Linked DNA regions of Mus musculus: all the other regions are linked to region 1. The links are chromatin contacts, called in public Hi-C and HiChIP or PLAC-seq maps. All regions are on one chromosome and are shown on one strand. The core of a region is the stretch at or near the end of the contact, and the rest is flanking DNA. Distances in the headings are between cores, read along the strand shown. Region 1 holds the start of Lrrn3 (leucine rich repeat protein 3, neuronal). Region 2 has its middle 140 kb from the start of Immp2l. Region 3 has its middle 110 kb from the start of Immp2l. Region 4 has its middle 150 kb from the start of Gm46348. Region 5 has its middle 150 kb from the start of Immp2l. Region 6 has its middle 26 kb from the start of Gm46348.

Region 1 (3,149 bases), core at 604-3,103:
ACAATATAAAAGGAATTTTTTTCAAATAGTTGTTACAATTATAGCACAATTCTCCATGTATATACTCTAAAAATATTCAAATTGAGTGGAAAAATTCAGTACGTTTCAAGTGAAGAAAGTAAAATTAGGCTATTAAGTTATATGCGATGCACTCCAATGTAACAGCCCAACACTCATCCTCCTCCCATACCTGTGAGTGGACACTCAAGTACCTGTAAGTGTCTGGTGAGAGGATAACACTCAGAATTGGATGCCATTTGGCCAATGAAGAAGCCACTTTGGTTTAGCATTCATGCTTATCAAAAAGATTAGAGTTTATCAATTATATATTAAAATAAAAATATTCTGAGGAACACCTACCATACCAGCATTCAAATTGCCTAGGCAGAAGATAAAGGCCCTGACTCCGTCAACAAATTGATCAATACAACGAATAACTAAAGCATTGGTAGATTTTGTTTGTTTGCTTTTGTAAAGAAAACTGTAACATGAAAGCGTTTGGTGGTCAAAAGACAATGTTAGTGAGGCTAAGCTTCCAGGCATACGGTCATGGCGCAGAACACCGGTTTAAGTCACTTCAACGACACCTTAAGAAACAATTAGTGCTAATGCTTTTGCTTTTTGTTGTTATTCCCCCCTCCCCCAGTAAATCTAATAAATGCCATTTCCTTTTCCTCCACTAGAGGGCAGTCTATCAAAGCAAGGGGAGACTCAGATAAGGCAGCTTTGGACCTGTTGAAAATTGTTCCCATGTTCCACTCCTCTCAGGAGGTCTCTCTAGTATACTGTCTGGAAAGCATGCCCTTATATTCTTCTATTTGTCATGGTTGTTCTGGAGCTGAACACATGACCACGCTGGCATGATTTCTAGTCTAAATATTCCAAATGTTTTACATATAATTCCTATTGAAAACATTTTCCTAGTTAAGTAGCCATTCAGAGTTGATAGCCGTAAGTGCAAAAAGAGATAATTTAACTGTTCAGTCTATTGTAGAGGAAAGGATCCCTGAGTTATTACTAATAAATCATACATCTAAAACGCATACACAGGCGCACACACACACATACATGTACATCTGGATGCAGGCACAAGCAATGCCACATACAACACATGTCCGATGTGTGGCATCAGATTTGTTATACCATGTATAGATAAGTAGTTATAATTGGAAAAGTTTATTTTGTATATGCTTCTCCTTACATACCATTGTTGTGAGTATTGGAGAAGCAAATATTTGTTGTAATTTTAAGAAATGTCATTGTAAAACCTAAACAAATACGCAAACAAAAAATAAACCCACACACAAAGTACCAACAAGAAAAATGGAAAGAAGGAATGGAGGGAGGGAGGGAGGGAGGGAGAGAGAGAGAGAGAGAGAGAGGGAGAGAGAGAGGGAGAGAGAGAGAGAGTGAAAGAGAGAGAGAGGCTATTAGCTGCATGCACATAGGCTGATTTAAGTAGGATCTGTAGGGAAACAAACAAGGGGCAGGAGAGCTGCAGGCTGCAGGCTGAAATGTAAAGCCACTGCTGAACTTCACAGACAGGGAGGCAGAGTCACTATCAAGTATTTTTAATATTCAGGAAATCCTTGTTCATAAGTGTTTCCTGTCTTATCTCAGAGGAAATGAAAAACAGAAAAACAAAACAAACAAAAACCCCACCGTTTCTCCAAATGACTGATCACATTCCAAATGGGAGAACTTGTTGAAAAGCGCTGCACATTGCTCCAAAAGGAAAAGAAAAAACAGGAAAGAAAATGATTCCAAGGAAAAATATGCAAGCCTGTTTCATTTATTTGTACCCTAAGCAGCACTGTCATAGGACAGACAGGCTGCTTCAGCCAACCAGGCTGGAGCAGCTGCGAGTGCTACATCTTGGCAGTCTGAAGCGATTGGCTCCTCTCTGGGGAGTGGAGGGTGTTCAGTTATTAATGACCGCTGAGCAGGCAGCACCGTGTCAGTGTGACAACTGATCTGGTGAACGATGCACCACTAACCACCATGGAAACGAGGAGAAATAACGCCAGCTAGCAGGATCTCTCTTCACGGGATTGAGAGGCTCAGCCTGCTGCTGCCGGAGAGAGTTCCAGTCAAAAGAAGGAATCCTAGCTGCAGGCTCCTGCCTTCCTTTATATTTTAGAAAAAGAGAGAGAGAGAAAGAGAGACACCATTGCTTGCATGTGTGCATATCTATAGTATGTAATTGTGTGTACTTTATTACACATACATATGCACCTATTTATACTGGGGCAAGAAGACAGCCATGTGATTATTTCAGCCAAGGAACTGAGCAAGCAGGGGCACCGGAGGAGGGCTATCCCTGCATCTGCTAAGGCAAGGTAAGTTTAAAATATACCTATCTGTTTAAATGTTCCCTATTTCGTGTTTTTGTTGGTGCCGGAGTTTTTACACATCAGTTCTCCTTTGATGTTTTCCCCTTGTCTGAATTCTAAGGGCATTTTTCTTTGCATTTCACTTTTGAGTGAACATGCAAACCCCGCCGGCTCTGTGTGTGCCTAGCTGCGTTCGTGGGATTCTCAAGCAGGCATTTTACTAGCTTGAATGCCCATCAGAGGATGTGAGTGGGAGAGAAAAGCAGTGCCGGGGGAGGAGAGAGAGAGGAGGGAGAGAGAAGAGACGGGGACTGAGGCAGAGAAAAGAGAACAGAAGGACCAAGAGAGAAGCAGGGAGAGAGAGGGGAAGGAGACAGAGAGGCTGGCAGAGGAGGCAGCGGGAGAGAGGGGAGAAGGAGAGAGAAACAGAGGGAGATGGAAAAATCAGGGTCCTTTGCCCCCACAGCTCTTGTAACGAAAAGCAGATCACTCATATTTCTCTGTTCTGAAGCCAATGAGGCGTTGTCCCCCCACCCCCCAGCCCGCCCCAAGGGATGAAGATTTAAGGGGGATGCTGTAGTGTGTCAGGAGTGAAGGGCACCAGGCAGAGTAGCAGAATGAGCATATCACAAACCGGTATTGAATTTCTGCCAGGCTACATCTTCCCGATTGTGGTAAATGACTTCCCTTTAATAACATCCCATCCCCTCACTGCTCTGAGGGGACAGTGCAAGCGTCTGATTGCTAATGCAGCCCAGGAAGCTACCATGCTAGGGAAACCAGGAGATGAACCAGGAGAGCTCTAGTCACCTTTGG
Region 2 (3,001 bases), core at 358-2,857, 600 kb after region 1:
TAAGGGGAGTGCCAGGACTCCTGCATATATGGTCCATTTTGGCTTGTGAAAGTGAAGGACAAATGGTTTTCATTTATTCGTCAAACACTTGGAGAGTGTCTACTAAGACAGCCACCGTGATAAATAAGACATGATCGTGACTTTAGGCACCAGACTGAGGGGCTTCATGCTTGTATAGACAATGATTGCACACCTGTGACAAATGCTCCTGGTGGTTTATACAACGTTCCTGGGGAACAGAGAGTCATCAAGTAAACCAGCTACAAAGAGAGAAAAGAGCATCTGGAAGACTGGGGGAGAGGTCTTTGCAATAAGCAAGAGAAAAACAGAAGAGGGGGAGGAATGTGCAGCCTCATCCACACAGTCATGGTCCTAAAAGATAGAACAGCATTTAAGACTTCTTGGAGACTGGTGTGTGCCTGCCTCTGTGTGCGTGTGCGTGTCTGTGTCTGTCTGTGTCTGTGTCTGTGTCTGTTTCTGTGTCTGTGTCTGTGTCTGTGTATCTGTGTGTGTGTGTTAGGACCCCAAGACTCTAGACAGTTGGAAATGAGGAAGAATTCAGGTGCAGGTCTTCAATGTATACCATATAATCCCCAGGAATGGATACCATGCAGAGAGCTTTGGAAGGGCCAGTGACACAGTTCTGTCGAAAAGGAGCAGATTATTCATTTCTGAGCATTTCCCAAGACCCTTACATGTGTATGTGGCGTCTAGGTGTAGCAGGAGAGATCTCTGTGGGCTTCTTGTTCCCTTCAGACACCCTGATCTAGTGAGAACTTACTTCTGCTCTGAATATTTCAGTGGGTTTACAGGTTTCCTAGTCACACTTTGGTTTGTCATTAAACCCTAGAACTCCAGATCTAAAAACCCATTAGCACTTCCCAATGGAAACATCCTGGGGGGGGGGGGGATGGGGGAGGTGAGATTTTTCTCCAGTTAGTTCTTTCTCAGTCACTAGCTACTATGTTAGACCCTTGCAAAGGAATGGAGGTAGTTGAAGTGAAGTCTAGTTTGAATGATGCAGGCGTGATGTGAAGCTAGGATCCCTCCAACACAGCAGGAGTTCAAAGCTGGACAGATGCCAGCACATTCTTCTAAGATCCCACACTAAGGCCAAAAGTCCACTTTTCTCTCACCATACATAGTGCCTTTGAGTTGCTTGCTCATTTCTCCCATTAAGTCACAGCCCAAGTTTTCTACTGTGCTCTACTGCTTATTTCATGGTCTTCTTGGAGGTCTCTTTTAGGATGAGCCCAAGTTATCTGTCTTCAGTTCTAATTTGAGTCCACTGGAAACAAATACCTTTAACCACTAGCAATGGAAGCACAGCGTGGAATCCCTCTGCTGCCTCTCATGCAGGTTAAGACACAACCTCTTATCTTTAAACTCTTTAGATGTGAACCATCCTGGATCATTTCCACATTCTCTGAATTCCAGAGAACATTTGCCAAGCCCTTTGAAATCCCTTGAGCTCCTCTTATTCTGCCTGAAGTGAGAAGTCTGTTGTAAACTCACCTACAACATATCAGCACAGTACAGCCCAGCCCAGCCCAGCCCAGCCCAGCCCAGCCCAGCCCAGCCCAGCCCAGCCCAGCCCAGCACAGCACAGCCCAGCCCAGCCCAGCCCAGCACAGCCCAGCCCAGTACCGCACAGCCCAGCCCAGCTCAGCACAGCACAGCACACCCAGAGCCCTCTCTATGCTTTTTCTAGTTTATTCTTCTCTTCTTTATCCCCTAGGGAGATGGTAGGTTAATACTGACAAAACTAGTTTCACATTTTTCTCAGTATGACTCACTACATGAGTAGTCTGAAAGGGAGCAACTTGTCAAACTACAGCCCTCGGGTGCCTGTCACCTATTTGGGTAAATAAAACTGTTTGAATGTGGAAATACCATGTCTCCTTTGATGCTACAGTGGCTAGTTGCAACAGAGATCGTATGGCCTGCATGCCTAAAATACTTATCACCTGGTTTGTATAGAAAAAGTTTCCAACCCCTATTCCAGAAACACTCAGTATGGTAGCATCAAGGTGTATGTGTGTTTACACTTGCATTAAATTAAAGATGTAGTTTTTGCCATGTGTGGTGGTTGAATGAGAAAAGGAAATTAAAAAGGAAGACATGACTGCTCCTAGGTGTGGTGGAGGGGAAGGTGTCTTGTAGATATGAGGAAGTACATTGCCAGGGGCTGACATCTGGGAGAGTCTAGAGTGAGCAAGACCCTGACCTGGGCCATTTGAGGAGAATGGAGAGGGGAGGTGGGGGAACCAGGAGACCAAGACGCCAGGAGGGTAAAGTACAAAATTGTTGTAGCCAGTAGCCAAAATGGCTGGATTCTGCAGGGATCAGGCAGCCCAGTCAGTGACTGGAGAGTGTGTAACAGTAGGGACTGACTGAGGGAAGCTGGGAGAACCTGGAGGCCACTTCCGCTTTGATATGTTAATTAGGCACCATGTCAGCCCTTTGTAGGGGGTTGAGAATTAAGAGGTCACACCTGGAGAGACAGAGGCAGGGGCAAAGGCAGGATAATGGAATATATGAGTTCACCAGGCTAGAGTGATGGAGTGTTTACTGCTCTTGCAGGAGACCCAGAGGGCAGTTCTCAGCACCCAATACCATTGAGTTCTCAGGACTCAATACCATCTGTAACTCTAGCTCCAGTGGACCTGAGAGCCTCTTCTGAACTCTTCCAACTCCTGCACCCACCCAAACACAGAGCCACACACACATATACTTAATTGAAAATAAGCTTTTTTTTAAAAAAAAATAGGCAAGCGTGAGCTACATAGCAAGACAACTTTCTCAAACCTAAATAAAATACAAATGTAGGTCCTGAGTTCCATCAGCATTGCAAGTGTTCCATAATCCTGTGTACCTAGAGCTGCCACACTGAGAAGCAGGCGTATTTTCACCACTGCAGAAAATTCTGTTGTGCAGGGCCGATGTACAACATTGCTTCAGTATATAGCGGCATGTGGTCCTCTGGTATTGTTGTTGGCCT
Region 3 (2,885 bases), core at 163-2,662, 570 kb after region 1:
GCGTTAGACAAAAATAGGGTGGTGGTAACAAGAATGGATTGCAGAAGTCAATGATCCTGATTTGAGATGGGACTCAGTGGCCTATGGTCTTCATTTGTATTCTTCCCTATTCAGCTTCCCTCCTTTCAGTACCAGGGCCCCGTATGAAAGCTGCACAACTGAGCCCAGAAGTGGATGTTTTCACAGCTCCCAGAATAAATAAGATCTGATTGAGTTACCAACCTCGGGTTAAGACACTGCAAGAGGGAAATGGCAATAAGTATGTCTAAGAAAAGTAACTTTTAAACTCTTCTGGCAGACTATTAATAATCATCAGTATATAGCTTAATAGTGTAGTATTGGCTGAGCATGTACAAGGTCTTGTGTGAAATCCCTAATACACACAGAGACACACACAGTTTAAAAAAGTTATTTTATTGTTTTAGATTTATGGATGCTTTGCCTGCATGTATATATGTGCAGCACATATGTAATTGGTGACCACTGAGGGCACAGGAGGACAATAGATCTCCTGGAACTGGAGTTATGAGCTGTCATGTGGGTGCTAGGACTTGAACTTGGATCCTTTGGAAAAGCAGCCAGAGCTCTTAACCACTAGGCCACTTCTCCAGGCCACATATCACTATAACCAATTAGATATTACTACGGATGAACACATGTACATCTACTGTTAGTAAATAAATATTCTTTTTTTTAGTGAAAATGAATTCATTACATATGCTTAATAGTGACATTCTTAGAGTAGCCACTGCAGAGCAAGTAGGTAGTCTCTCCATTTCTCTCCCTCAGTGTGTCCTGGTTATTTCTGGAATCTGCAGATTCTGGGTTTCTACACACTGGTTGCTTCAAGTGACCAGAGATGGAAATAAGGAGGTGGCAGGGGTTCAGCTCAGGACATTGGTCCAGAAGCAAGAGAAAGGCTACGGCCCAGAACTCCCTGAAAATCTGTCTGGCTTTCCTAGCTAGAATCCATCAGTGGTGTTTGTTTTTGTTTTTTCTTGGTGCTTTTAAATCCTCTGGCTGCAAAAACAGATAGTAGAAGATATTCTGTGGCTGTAGGTCCTCCTCCAGGGGCAGCAGTTCAGAGCAGATCTTCATGGCATCACTCGTTTTTCAAGGCTCTGGCTGCTGCATCTGCAAGAGCTGGCATGGCTGGGCCTCCCTTTGTCTTGAGTTTATCAAATCAGATATCCGCAGGGTACATGTGTAGCCTTACCATGTGATCTGGTCTTGGCTGGTCTTGCACTTCTCTGGGCAGTTTTCACCTGAGGCCCCTCCCCCCCTTACATGTCTTGCCTCTGGGCCAGGATCTAAAACAAAGAGTTCTGTCATTCCAGGAAGTACACACCCAGCAAATGCCCAGAGGGGAAGGCACAGCTGCAGAAAGAGCAGGTGCTTCTTTGCATCATGTGGTAGTGGTGCTGGTAGTCCACTAAGGAGGCAAAACCTTGGCAACAGCCAGCCACCTGACAGGTGAACTCTGGCACCGTGGACTTTTCCAGCATCTCGGACACTTGAGTGAGCATGGCCTGTAAGCACAAGCGCCGCTGCATATCCCCATCCTCGAAGAATTTGTGATCCTGAGGGAAGCACACGGGATGTGGAGCAAATCAGAAGGGTGTCTCCCCAGCCACAGGGTTCAGTGATTAGGCTGCTCCAAGCTCCTCAGCCCTTCAGCCGCAGCCCTTCAGCCCCTGTCGACATAAATAAATATTCTTAAGCAAACCTGAAGACTGCCTAAATAGAGTCATCAGAGTCATATTCTAATGTACTTATAATTCCTTACAAAGGCCCGGCAGGCATTTGCCTAATGTTCCAGGGTCCTACCTCTGACTTTAGACTTTATTTCTAACCTGGGATCCAGTATCCCTTATTTAGTAGACATGTAAGTCTGGACTCCTTAAATGAGCCAGTCTCATTAGGTACAATATAGAAAATAAGACAATCAGAGTAACACTTGCATCAAAGGTAGGTAGAGAGGAATGAGATGAGGCATAGGAGATCCTTAGCATATTAATGACCCCAGACCCACCTCCTAGCCTGTAATGACCAAGACATGGACAAATATAGCCAAATGATCTTTTAACCCCTTCAACATGAGGCCTTTGCATTACTGTTTCCTGTTCCACACTTACGTCTTTGTATTGATACCAAGAGAGAAAGTATGTAAAATGACAATGTGTCTCCTTATTTCTTCTCAGTCTTTCTCAAAGAGCCTGGTATCCACTTTGGGGAACACCTCTTTATTTAAATTACTAGTTCTCTAGGGTGGCGAGATGAAGTGTGTGTGGTGTGTGCTTGTGTGTGTGTGTTGCTGAGGGTTAGATCTGGGTGTTTGTATATGCTAAGAACATAATGTACCACTAAGCTACATTCCAAACCAGTATTATAAAGGCAATAATGCATCATGTTTGTATCCTAGTTTGCTTCTCTGATGTACACTGACCAGAAACAGCTTAGAGGAGGAAAGGGTTTATTTAATCTTTTAACTCCCAGAAGATGATCCTTTCTTGAGGGAAGTCAGGGTAGGAGCTCAGTGCAGGAATAGAGGCAGAGACTATGGAGGAATGTTTTCTTCTACAGCCTAAACCCAGGTGCCTAGGGATGGCACCACCCACAATGGGCCAGGCCTTTCCACATCAATCAGCAACCAAGAAAATGCCACCACAGACTTGCTCACTGGGCAGTCTGAGGGTCCCTTTCCTTCATTGATTCTAGACTGAGTCCAGTTGAACAACAACAAAAACCAGCATAGTGTGTGTGTGTGTGTGTGTGTGTGTGTGTGTGTGTGTGGTGGTTGTTGTTGGTGGTGGTGGTGGTTGTTAATTGAATCCAGGCTTCATAAATGCTAGGCAAACACTTTCCCACTGAGTTACAGCCTTCAC
Region 4 (2,799 bases), core at 170-2,669, 650 kb before region 1:
ACATCTTACTCAAGAAAGGCCCCCTGCTGTTCTCTTTGCAAACTTCAAGCTTTCTTATTTGTAGATTTGAACATTCAAATTACAGTTATATTTACCTTTCTGTGCTCTAGTCTCCTCAAGTCAGCAAGGCCACCAGGCCTTTGCTGGTTTTCTCAGCCTACAATGTAAGGGCATGTTCCTCTGGAATTAAACTGGGGAGGTCCAGGGCTCACCTCATCTATATCCCTTTTCTCAGGCTTCATACCCTAAAAGAGCTTGATGTCCAAATTTTGTCTTTCTAGTTGCTAATATGTCCAAAGAGCAACACTTCCATAAAGTGTTAAGAATTCATGGAAAGTAGTGGAGAACCCCTTAACTGCATAAAACAGATGAAAACAATAATTTTTCAGTTCTAATCTCATCATATATGCCCATCTTAGATGATGCTTCAAAGAAGAATATTTGGCAAAGTAAGAGACAGATAGTAAGTCGAAGAATTTAATTAGAAACATAAAACCTCTGTACTTTGTTTGTTTTCTCTGCTTCCTCTTAGTAATCAACTGCTCACTCATACCCTGTCTGATTCTTCTTTAATTTGAATCTACCATTAACATATTATTACATTTAAACCCAACAAACCAAATCAGACTGAGAGTGAGAAGGCCCTAGGATACTAGACCTCTCTTAAAAGGAGTCATGACTGTGACAGAAAAATAAAAGAAATAAAAAACTAAATCTATGGACCTCCACCTCTGATCAGTCTGAGAATTTGAATGACTGTAAATCTCATTCTTGTTCAAGATAGATCTCCTAAAAATGTAGTCTTAGCAACTCATTTCCTTTATACTTAACACCTTTACCCTATATTTATAGTTCTTAAAGTAGGCAAATAACAAACTCTGCATTTTTGATGTTAGAATTAATGGGAAATTAAGAACAAATGAAACAGAGTTCAGTATCTGAGCCAACAGAACTCAGTCTTGTGAAGGCTTTTGTTCAGTTGATGTATAAAAGGGGCACTCTGATTTATCGCCATAGTGTAGTATCCAACAACAAATATTGTTAAATCTCTGGAATCCTGGCTTCATAAATCATGTAAGGCAACACAGATTCTATTTATAAACAACTTTAAAAGGCCATATTGTGTCCCCAATTCACTTGCCAAAGTCCCACTGAGATGGAGTCATGTGCAGATCAAGGTCAGGCCATAGCTAATATTCTCACTTTCATCTCCATGTGAGAAACTGGGGCGAAGGCATAAGTCTTACATCAGTAAAGTCCAAGTGCCTATGTAACTGATTAGGGTCCAAGGCCAAATACAAAGGCTTATTTTTAAAAGAATTGTTGCCATGGTTTGGGCACCTCACAGATGTGCATGTGTATCAAAGCAACAGGCACCAACTGACTGAGACTGCTCAGAGCAGAGCCAACCCGAGAGTTCTCACTCATAATCCAGCAAAGTTGCTGCCTTGAAGCTCTCAAACAATGAGCTATTGATCATCCAGAATCAGGCATGCTCATCTAGTCTTCCCTCCCTCTCACTTACCCACTCAGCTTCAAGCCAAGCTGTTGCAGTCAAAATAATATACTTTAAGAAAAATTGGTGTCCTTAAAATTGCTAGTTTTAAACCTGCCTCCTGCAAAGGTAATTCTGTGCAGTACCTCTTATCTTTCAACGTCTTGAATAATTACACAATTTAGAAACTTTATCCCAGTTTGTCCCTTGTTTGTATCTCGCAGTATATTATTTTCTTCTCAAGCTCCAGTGTTCATAATTTCCATGCCACTGCTGTTTTGAAGATGAAATATGTTCTTTATTACCCCAAACAGCACTTGATGCATCACATCTAGCCAGCGTTCACACAAGTCAAGTGGAGGAGATCCTGTAATAACGTAGACACTTCTGTGCATTGCTCACTCGGGTGAAAAGGTGAAGTCAACTGTGCAGTGGCTGGGAATTTATGAAACATTCAAACTCCTCTGCTTGAGAAAATATCACAGAGACATCGACTTCTTTCTATCAGAGCCATATTTGAGGGGATGGCCCACTTTAGGTCAGGAGAACAACAAAACTGTTAGGCTGATTTTAAGCTTCCTTTCTGAAGATTGGAAGTCAGAGTTGTATTGCCCTCATTTTTCTTTCTTTCTTTCTTTTTTTTTTTTTTTATTTCAATAGATTTTTTTTCTTCTGCCTCGGCTGTTTAATGCAGGCTTTATGCCAAAACCATCTTAGAACGTCTGTTGTGCCAGATGTCACCCTTTTGCCCTTTTGCTCTATCTGCAGATTTTCTTTTAACAACGCTGAAGCCCAAGTTAGCAAGCGTGCATTTTCTACAGTAAAAGAGGCATTGTGAATAACACCTTTTGTATTTTGAATAACACCCTCAAAAAGCACAGTGCCTTATTCATGCACTACATCTCAAAAAGAAAAGAAAAAAAAAAAAAGATTATTCATGCTCCTTTCCATTTTAAGTGAGAACTTTAAGGATTTGGTGTTTGAGATCCCTGTCCTCGCCCACAGTGGAAGCTGAGACCTGAGCTATACTACAAATTGGCTTGAGATTACCTTGAAACTGATTAGTTCAGAGAAAGAGAAGGAAAAAGGCACTGTTCTGCCAGGGAACACTTTACATCTATTCTAAATTTCCAAAACATATCTATAGATCAAGACTCATCCCCACAGGGACTGACTCCCTACAAAGACAGTCACAACAAAATACAGTGTTCAAAGAACTGGTTCTGTTTTACAGAGAGAAGAGTTCTGGAATCAAGACTAAGGTAGGAGGAATTTCTAGACTAGGTGATGCTCATTTTTGACCT
Region 5 (3,148 bases), core at 196-2,695, 620 kb after region 1:
TCAGAGACATGGCATTAATGTTAGTTGAATTATTGTCTCTCTCCTTTCTAAATCTCAATAGTTTTGTTTTTTTTAAGTTATTATTTACTTATTTTTAAAATTAATTAATTAATTTATTTATTTATTTATTATAAATACACTGCAGCTATTTTCAGACACACCAGAAGAGGGCATCCTATCTCATTACAGATGGTTGTGAGCCACTGTGTGGTTGCTGGGATTTGCACTCAGGACTTTTGGTAGAGCAGTTAGTGCTCTTATCCGCTGAGCCATCTCTCCGGCCTGTGGGATAAAAAGTAGGGTCCCGAGTCTGGCCTACTGTATGCCACAGAAGAGCTGAGAACTGAGTGTGGGGCTGGCAGGTGGACTCTGGCCCAGGGCTGAATGGAAAAGAACAGGGAAGGAGCTCTAGCAGATTCCTGCGATGACAAGAGTCCTTTGTTTGGGTTGGAGGAAGCTGTGGCTGGAAATGCAGAGAGGTCTCCGGGCAGGAGGTTAGACACAGGGGCAGGAGGTTAGACACAAGGCTCACTAAGGGAAGACCTGCTCCATTGCTTCAGCATGGTGGGTGGATGAGAAGAAGAGGCAGTCCATGGTTTTAAGGAGTTTATTGTAGAAAGGCAGAGAGGGAGAGAGTAGAGATGTAGAGGCCAGATGAGGGGAGAAGGGAGGGCAAGAGGTGAGAGTAAGAGCAAGAGGGTAAGAGAGGGGAGAGAAGGGGGAGGAGGCAAACAGACCCTTTTATAGTGGGCCTGGCCTATCTGGCTGTTTCCAGGTAACTGTGGGGGTGGAATCCAGACAGAATATCAGGAGCTTGGGCCATTGCCTCCATGACTGATGGTCATACACTTGGGGGGGGGGGGTGCGGCGCACAGGGCAGGGAGGAGACCTTGGAAGGCTGCAGTTGTGACAGGGGCCCAGGAGACATGGCCAAACATCTGCCATTCCTTAGGGTTACCACAGTTCAAGGCCTGTGTTCAACCAGGGACCAGGTGTCTGTGCACAGCTCACTGCTCCACACCAGCCCTTGGTTGTTTTGTTTTGTTTTGTTTTTGGTTTTGTTTTTTTTAAGCTGAAAATTATATTTGTAAAAGATAATATTTTAAAGAATTCTGCAGACCCTGAAAAATATAAATTGTAGCTATAGTTGAGTGAGCCAGCGATTGCAGGCACCTATTGCTAGAGTCCCTTGGGACACCTGGTTTCCGTCTTGCTCTACAATTACTTTGGTCTCCTCTATTAACCTGCCTTACCTTTGTAGGTTGGTCTAGTTTCTGGGAGTCTTAGTGAGGATTTCTATTGCTGTAAGAAAGCACCGTGCCCAAAAGCAAGCTGGGGAGGAGGAAAGGGTTTATTTGGCTTACGCTTCCACATCACTGTTCATTACTGAAAAAAGTCAGGACAAGAACTCAGAGCAGAGACCTAGAGAGTCAGAAGAAGAAGTGAAAGACCAGAAAAAATTCAGACCCCCTAGCACCAAGAATATAGGTTAGCTGGTTCAGTGACCCTGTTCCAGGAACTGGCCGACCACAAAAGTTAGACTAAAATCCTGAGAACAATCTTGAGAAGCAGGGAGTTTCCCCTTGTGATTTTTAGTACCCCTTTGTGATTTTTCACTGGTATTTTCGGCATTTTCCAATAACGCCCTCCCTACCCCCTTGGATTGTGGTTTGTTTGTTTGTTTTTTTCCCTTTTAAATACCCCCTTTCCCAGCTACTGGGGCTGAACTCTTCCACCCCTGCATGGGATACGAGTTGACCCCAGCCTGCTGGATCTTGTCAATAAACCTTGTGCGATTGCAGCAAGGACAGTATCTCATGAGTTCTTGGGGTGCTGAGTCATCCCGAGACTCGAGTGAGGGTCTCACCTCTTCAGGGGTCTTTCAGAAGCAGAGGTCATGATGAGGTGCTGCCTACTGGCTTGCTCAGCCTACTTTCTTATAGAACCCAGGACCACTAGCCCAGTGAAGGCACCATCCACAATGGGCTGGACCCTCTCACAGCAATCAATTATCCAAATGGCCTTCAGGCTTGCCCTCAACCTTATCTAATGGAGGCATTTTCTCAATTGAGGCTCACATTTCTCAACCAACTAGCCAGCACACTGGGTAATATAGATATGCAGCCTGACTTGGTCGCTAACCGAGCCTTAATACAACAAAATGGCCTATTTTTTTTTAAATGTTTTTTTTTTCCTTTTGTAAAGGGTAAAATCAGCTGTGTCTTAAGTACGGCCAAATACGCTTACGCTATCCTTCCAGACTCTCAGTCACATCAGCCACCAGCTGACAAGCCATTGATTGCATCTGCACAATTGTTTTGCTTTTTCAGCTGTAGTAATGACAAGATTGGCCAACAGTGCGCTTATAAGTCACATCTTATTTACTCGTTATTCTATAGATAAACAGTGATGACCTAGAAAATGTTAATTCAGCTGAGTTAGACACAGTCCTTGCTCTGCTCCTTAGGAGTTGTAGCTCTGCTTACACAAAGTACACTAACTCATAATTGAAAATGGAAGCCCATGTGTTGGCTGGTAGGCCTTCAATCTATTGGAAATACTGGGGAAAAAAAAGAAGCCAGGCAGATGGCCCACATCTCAAATCCCATCCCTTGAGAGTCACAACCAGGCAGATCTCTATGAGTTCAATGCCACTGTGGTCTACACAGTGAGTTCCAGGCCAGCCAGAGTTATAATGTGACTCTCTCTCTCTCTCTCTCTCTCACTCAATTAAAACTTGAATAAATTAAAATATAGATTATAGACATATCTGCAGGGCACAGGAGAGTTTTGTAATTCTTTGCTCTTATGTGTAATTCTTTTTTTTTTTAAAGATTTATTTATTGATTATATGTAAGTACACTTTAGCTGTCTTCAGACACTCTAGAAGAGGGAGTCAGATCTTGTTGGGGATGGTTGTGAGCCACCATGTGGTTGCTGGGATTTGAACTCTGGACCTTCGGAAGAGCAGTCGGGTGCTCTTACCCACTGAGCCATCTCGCCAGCCCCCCTTATGTGTAATTCTTAATGTGATAAAAATAAGTGACATTTTCCTAGGCAGTTTAAGCATATACTATTATGTATGCATTAATCGTATCAGTATGTTCTATATTCGTGTTAACCAAGCTAAGTGGCACATTAACATCAC
Region 6 (2,960 bases), core at 203-2,702, 530 kb before region 1:
ACCATATGCAGAGAGTGACAGACCTTGGAGCATTTGGTCTTGAATGAGATGTTCCTATCAAATCCCTTCCCTTAGATTTTAGCTCAGAGAATGCTTTGGAAGGGTTGATACAATATGGGCATTTTGAACACAACAGGACCTACACACATATGAATTCACAGAGAAAGAGGTAGCATGCACAGGGCCTGAACAGGTCTGCACCAGATGGGGTTTTTAATTTTCTCCAAAGGAGTCTCACTGAGAAAGAAAAAAAAAAAGACTAAAGACTACTCTTAAGGATAGGCTACGTACCCAGCAGTTGACGGCCAATGGAAAACAAAGCCAATGGCAGCTTTGAAAATTCATTGCCTCAGAATGTCATATCAGGGCTGTTTCTTTCTCTCTTTCTTTTAAAGATTTTGTCATTTTTTTATCTTATTTTATTTTTTAGCTTACAAGTACTTTGTGTATATATTAGGGCTTCTGGTTTTGTGTTTGTATGAGATCCTTGAGCATGCTAATGAGAGGGTCTCTGCATCTGTATTTGTCTCTTGTGCTTTAGGGGGGCTCTTTTCCTTCTGGGTTTTTTTTTTTTTTTGGTTTGGTTTGGTTTTTTTCTTATTCTGATGTGTTTGTTTTTGTTTTTATTTTATTTTGTTTTGTTTTGTTTTGTTTTGCTACTATACCTTTGAAGCATATTAGATTTCCAATGAGTGAGAAAGAGGATGGATCCAGATGGAAAGGGAGGTGGGGAGGAACTGGGAGGTGTAATGGGGGGGGGGGAAGTGGTAATCAGGATATATGATATAAAGGAATATATTTATAATAAAAGAAAAATATTCAAAGCCTCTCAACTGTGGGCACCCATAAAAACCAAAATCAAATGAAATACTTTCTTCAAGTTCCTTACTGGCTTGCTCCCCATGGCTTGCTTAGCTTGCTTTTTTATGAACCCAAGACCAACAACCCAAGGATTGCACCACCCACAAAGGGCCAGGCCCTCCCACATCGATGACTAATTAAGAAAATGGCCTACAGGCTTTTCTCCACTCTGATTGTATGAGGACATTTTCTCAGTTGAGGCTCTTTCCTCTCTAATAACTCTAGATTTTATCAAGTTGATGCAATACTAGCCAGCACACAAAGTGACATCAAAAACTTCAAATTCTCTCAATTTGCCTTCTTCTAGTACTGTAAGAACTCTGAGAAAACTGGTTCACAGTTTTGATGGTACAGGATATATTTCAATCAGCAACAACAGCATAGTGAACAGTGAGGCCTGGCCAGACTGGAGGCCTGAGGAGGGAGAGAATGCAGAGAAGGTGATGATAGAACATAGCAAGAGAGGAGAGAGGAGCACAGGAGCCCAACTGTGCTGGAAAGGGGACGTTGTAAGCTACAGCTTGTTGCTTTCTGGGCAGACTCAAGGTTAGACTAGTGGTGCACATGCCCATTGTCTCCTCCCCTCCCCCAACCACCAAGGCAGGGGGCAGGAAGTTGTGTCACTGGCTTTTCTTGTTCCAAGCATGCAGGATATGCAAGGCTCAGTTTGACTCCTTTCAAAATGAAGATGGTCTATAGGATCTGGGGGAAGAGGGTGCTGGGATCAGCCTATGTATGCTGCCTCATTGGTGGTCCAGTCTCTTGAGAATTTCTAGAAGACTGCTGGTCTTCTAAGGGGTCACCTTCCCCTTCATCTCCTCAATCCTTTCCTTATTTCCTCCATAGGGGTCCCCAACTTCACTCCAATGGTTGGGAATAAGAACCTGCATCTGTCTGTCAGCTGCTGGTTGGGCCTCTCAAAGGACAGCCATGCTAGGCTCCTGTCTTAAACACATCATAGCCTCAGTAACAGTGTCAGGCTTTGGTGCACAATCCCACCCTCTGTGAGATGGATCCCAAGTTGGATCAGTCACTGGAAAAATCTCTTCTCCATTTTTGTCCTTATAGTTCTTTTAGATGAACAATTCTTAGAGATTTTGACCGTGGGTTGGTAACCATGTCCTTCCACTTGGGGCCCTGTTTATCTACTAGAGGTGAAATCGTCTTCCCTATCTCCACTGCTGGGATATTTTGGGTCATCCCCATTGAATGCTGAAAGTCTCTCACCTCCCAGGTTTCTAGGGGCTTCCCCTGCCTCCCACCTCTAGAAGCTGCATATGTCTATTTATTGTCCTCATTCTCTGGGTTTCTCTCCTGCTCCCTTACCCCCAACCCCAATACCTGGTGAAAAGGTCAACTCAGGAACTTTGGGAAGGCCATGAAACACTTGCCTCTCTGGGAGAGAGAGCCTAGTTAACATTTCTCAGACCACAGGGCAGGAACCAACCTGCTTGCGGATGGGGACACTTCCACAGGATGGACCGTTGCTCACCTTCAGACAAGGGAAGTCTTTGTCACCTCATTCCCTAAAAACCAATCAGTTTAAAGGGTGCACTGTTCAGCCAATCATATTGTGCCTAGTTGCTAATGCTCTATTCTGCCCCTGGAAACCGTATAAAAACTCGCTGAACAGGTACTGATGGTCGCCACCTCTCCTTCGGGTCTGGGACTACCACAGTGCATTGGAACAATATATTTCTCTTGCTTTTTGCATCAATCCTGGCTCCATGTGGTTCACTCAGGGGGTCCCCGGTAAGCTAAGGCTCACCAGAGTCTTAACCAGTACATATATGGCAAAGGACTGCCTGTTCAGGCCTCAGTAGGAGAAGATGTGTCTAATCCTCTGGAGACTTAAGGACCGGGAAAGGAAGATAGGGGGAGGGAAGCACCCTCCCAGAGGCAAGGCTGAGGGGGAATGGGGTGAGGAAATGTGTCTATGTGTGTGTGTGGTGGGGGGGGGGGGGTAACCGGAGAGAGGGCAATGTATGGAATGTAAATAAATAATTAACAAAATAAATAAAACGAAAAAAGGAAGGGTTGAAGGAAGGAAAGAGTGGAAATGATATACCTACATTTTAATTTCCAAAACAAACAAACAA

The links. A called contact is a pair of places that touch in the nucleus more often than the background predicts. HiChIP or PLAC-seq counts read pairs in DNA pulled down with a chosen protein or histone mark.
Region 2: a contact with region 1 is called in an H3K27ac HiChIP or PLAC-seq map of embryonic stem cells, with 4 times the contacts expected there. The contact joins the enhancer-like site here to the promoter of Lrrn3 in region 1. A contact is called at or near these places in 2 of 39 promoter capture datasets (embryonic stem cells and hippocampal neurons), 1 of 484 Hi-C or Micro-C datasets (the N1E-115 cell line), 6 of 115 datasets of contacts at active chromatin or transcription factors (the 230-238 cell line, astrocytes, embryonic forebrain and 2 more) and 1 of 9 other capture datasets (liver).
Region 3: a contact with region 1 is called in an H3K27ac HiChIP or PLAC-seq map of embryonic stem cells, with 4 times the contacts expected there. The contact joins the enhancer-like site here to the promoter of Lrrn3 in region 1. A contact is called at or near these places in 6 of 39 promoter capture datasets (the C10 cell line, embryonic stem cells, hippocampal neurons and 2 more), 3 of 15 datasets of contacts at CTCF or cohesin (the NIH/3T3 cell line, large pre-B cells and pro-B cells), 2 of 484 Hi-C or Micro-C datasets (cerebral cortex and nephron progenitors) and 5 of 115 datasets of contacts at active chromatin or transcription factors (embryonic stem cells and large pre-B cells).
Region 4: a Hi-C map of cerebellum shows a contact between it and region 1, with 2.5 times the contacts expected there. The contact joins the enhancer-like site here to the promoter of Lrrn3 in region 1. A contact is called at or near these places in 1 of 39 promoter capture datasets (the 3T3-L1 cell line), 3 of 484 Hi-C or Micro-C datasets (cerebellar granule neurons, cerebellum and cerebral cortex) and 3 of 115 datasets of contacts at active chromatin or transcription factors (astrocytes, embryonic forebrain and large pre-B cells).
Region 5: a contact with region 1 is called in an H3K4me3 HiChIP or PLAC-seq map of the 230-238 cell line, with 9 read pairs. The contact joins the enhancer-like site here to the promoter of Lrrn3 in region 1. A contact is called at or near these places in 8 of 39 promoter capture datasets (3T3-L1-derived adipocytes, the C10 cell line, the SN4741 cell line and 5 more), 1 of 15 datasets of contacts at CTCF or cohesin (large pre-B cells) and 8 of 115 datasets of contacts at active chromatin or transcription factors (the 230-238 cell line, embryonic basal ganglia, embryonic forebrain and 5 more).
Region 6: a contact with region 1 is called in a Hi-C map of embryonic stem cells, with 2.2 times the contacts expected there. The contact joins the enhancer-like site here to the promoter of Lrrn3 in region 1. A contact is called at or near these places in 3 of 39 promoter capture datasets (3T3-L1-derived adipocytes, the C10 cell line and pre-B cells), 1 of 15 datasets of contacts at CTCF or cohesin (large pre-B cells), 7 of 484 Hi-C or Micro-C datasets (the Ba/F3 cell line, the N1E-115 cell line, brown adipocytes and 3 more) and 3 of 115 datasets of contacts at active chromatin or transcription factors (the 230-238 cell line and large pre-B cells).

What each region holds. Positions count from the first base shown.
Region 1 is chr12:41,484,761-41,487,909 of GRCm38.p6, reverse strand. Lrrn3 (leucine rich repeat protein 3, neuronal) reads left to right here and starts at 1,853. Exons shown (of 2, transcript NM_010733.3): 1 at 1,853-2,339. All of the region lies in intron 4 of Immp2l (IMP2 inner mitochondrial membrane peptidase-like (S. cerevisiae)), which reads right to left.
Region 2 is chr12:40,887,122-40,890,122 of GRCm38.p6, reverse strand. No RefSeq gene overlaps it. Among named protein-coding and RNA genes, the nearest start is that of Immp2l, 140 kb to the left of the region's middle. Within about 2 kb of position 1,607, at least 85 of the 459 cell types and tissues checked have an H3K27ac peak or open chromatin away from gene starts, as enhancers often do. A contact at or near this core is called in the 230-238 cell line and embryonic stem cells, where this site is marked.
Region 3 is chr12:40,916,113-40,918,997 of GRCm38.p6, reverse strand. It overlaps the pseudogene Gm18246. Among named protein-coding and RNA genes, the nearest start is that of Immp2l, 110 kb to the left of the region's middle. Within about 2 kb of position 1,412, at least 36 of the 459 cell types and tissues checked have an H3K27ac peak or open chromatin away from gene starts, as enhancers often do. A contact at or near this core is called in embryonic stem cells and pro-B cells, where this site is marked.
Region 4 is chr12:42,137,466-42,140,264 of GRCm38.p6, reverse strand. No RefSeq gene overlaps it. Among named protein-coding and RNA genes, the nearest start is that of Gm46348, 150 kb to the right of the region's middle. Within about 2 kb of position 1,419, at least 23 of the 459 cell types and tissues checked have an H3K27ac peak or open chromatin away from gene starts, as enhancers often do. A contact at or near this core is called in cerebellum, where this site is marked.
Region 5 is chr12:40,868,903-40,872,050 of GRCm38.p6, reverse strand. It overlaps the pseudogene Gm19441. Among named protein-coding and RNA genes, the nearest start is that of Immp2l, 150 kb to the left of the region's middle. Within about 2 kb of position 1,445, at least 8 of the 459 cell types and tissues checked have an H3K27ac peak or open chromatin away from gene starts, as enhancers often do. A contact at or near this core is called in the 230-238 cell line, where this site is marked.
Region 6 is chr12:42,016,238-42,019,197 of GRCm38.p6, reverse strand. No RefSeq gene overlaps it. Among named protein-coding and RNA genes, the nearest start is that of Gm46348, 26 kb to the right of the region's middle. Within about 2 kb of position 1,452, at least 8 of the 459 cell types and tissues checked have an H3K27ac peak or open chromatin away from gene starts, as enhancers often do. A contact at or near this core is called in the Ba/F3 cell line and embryonic stem cells, where this site is marked.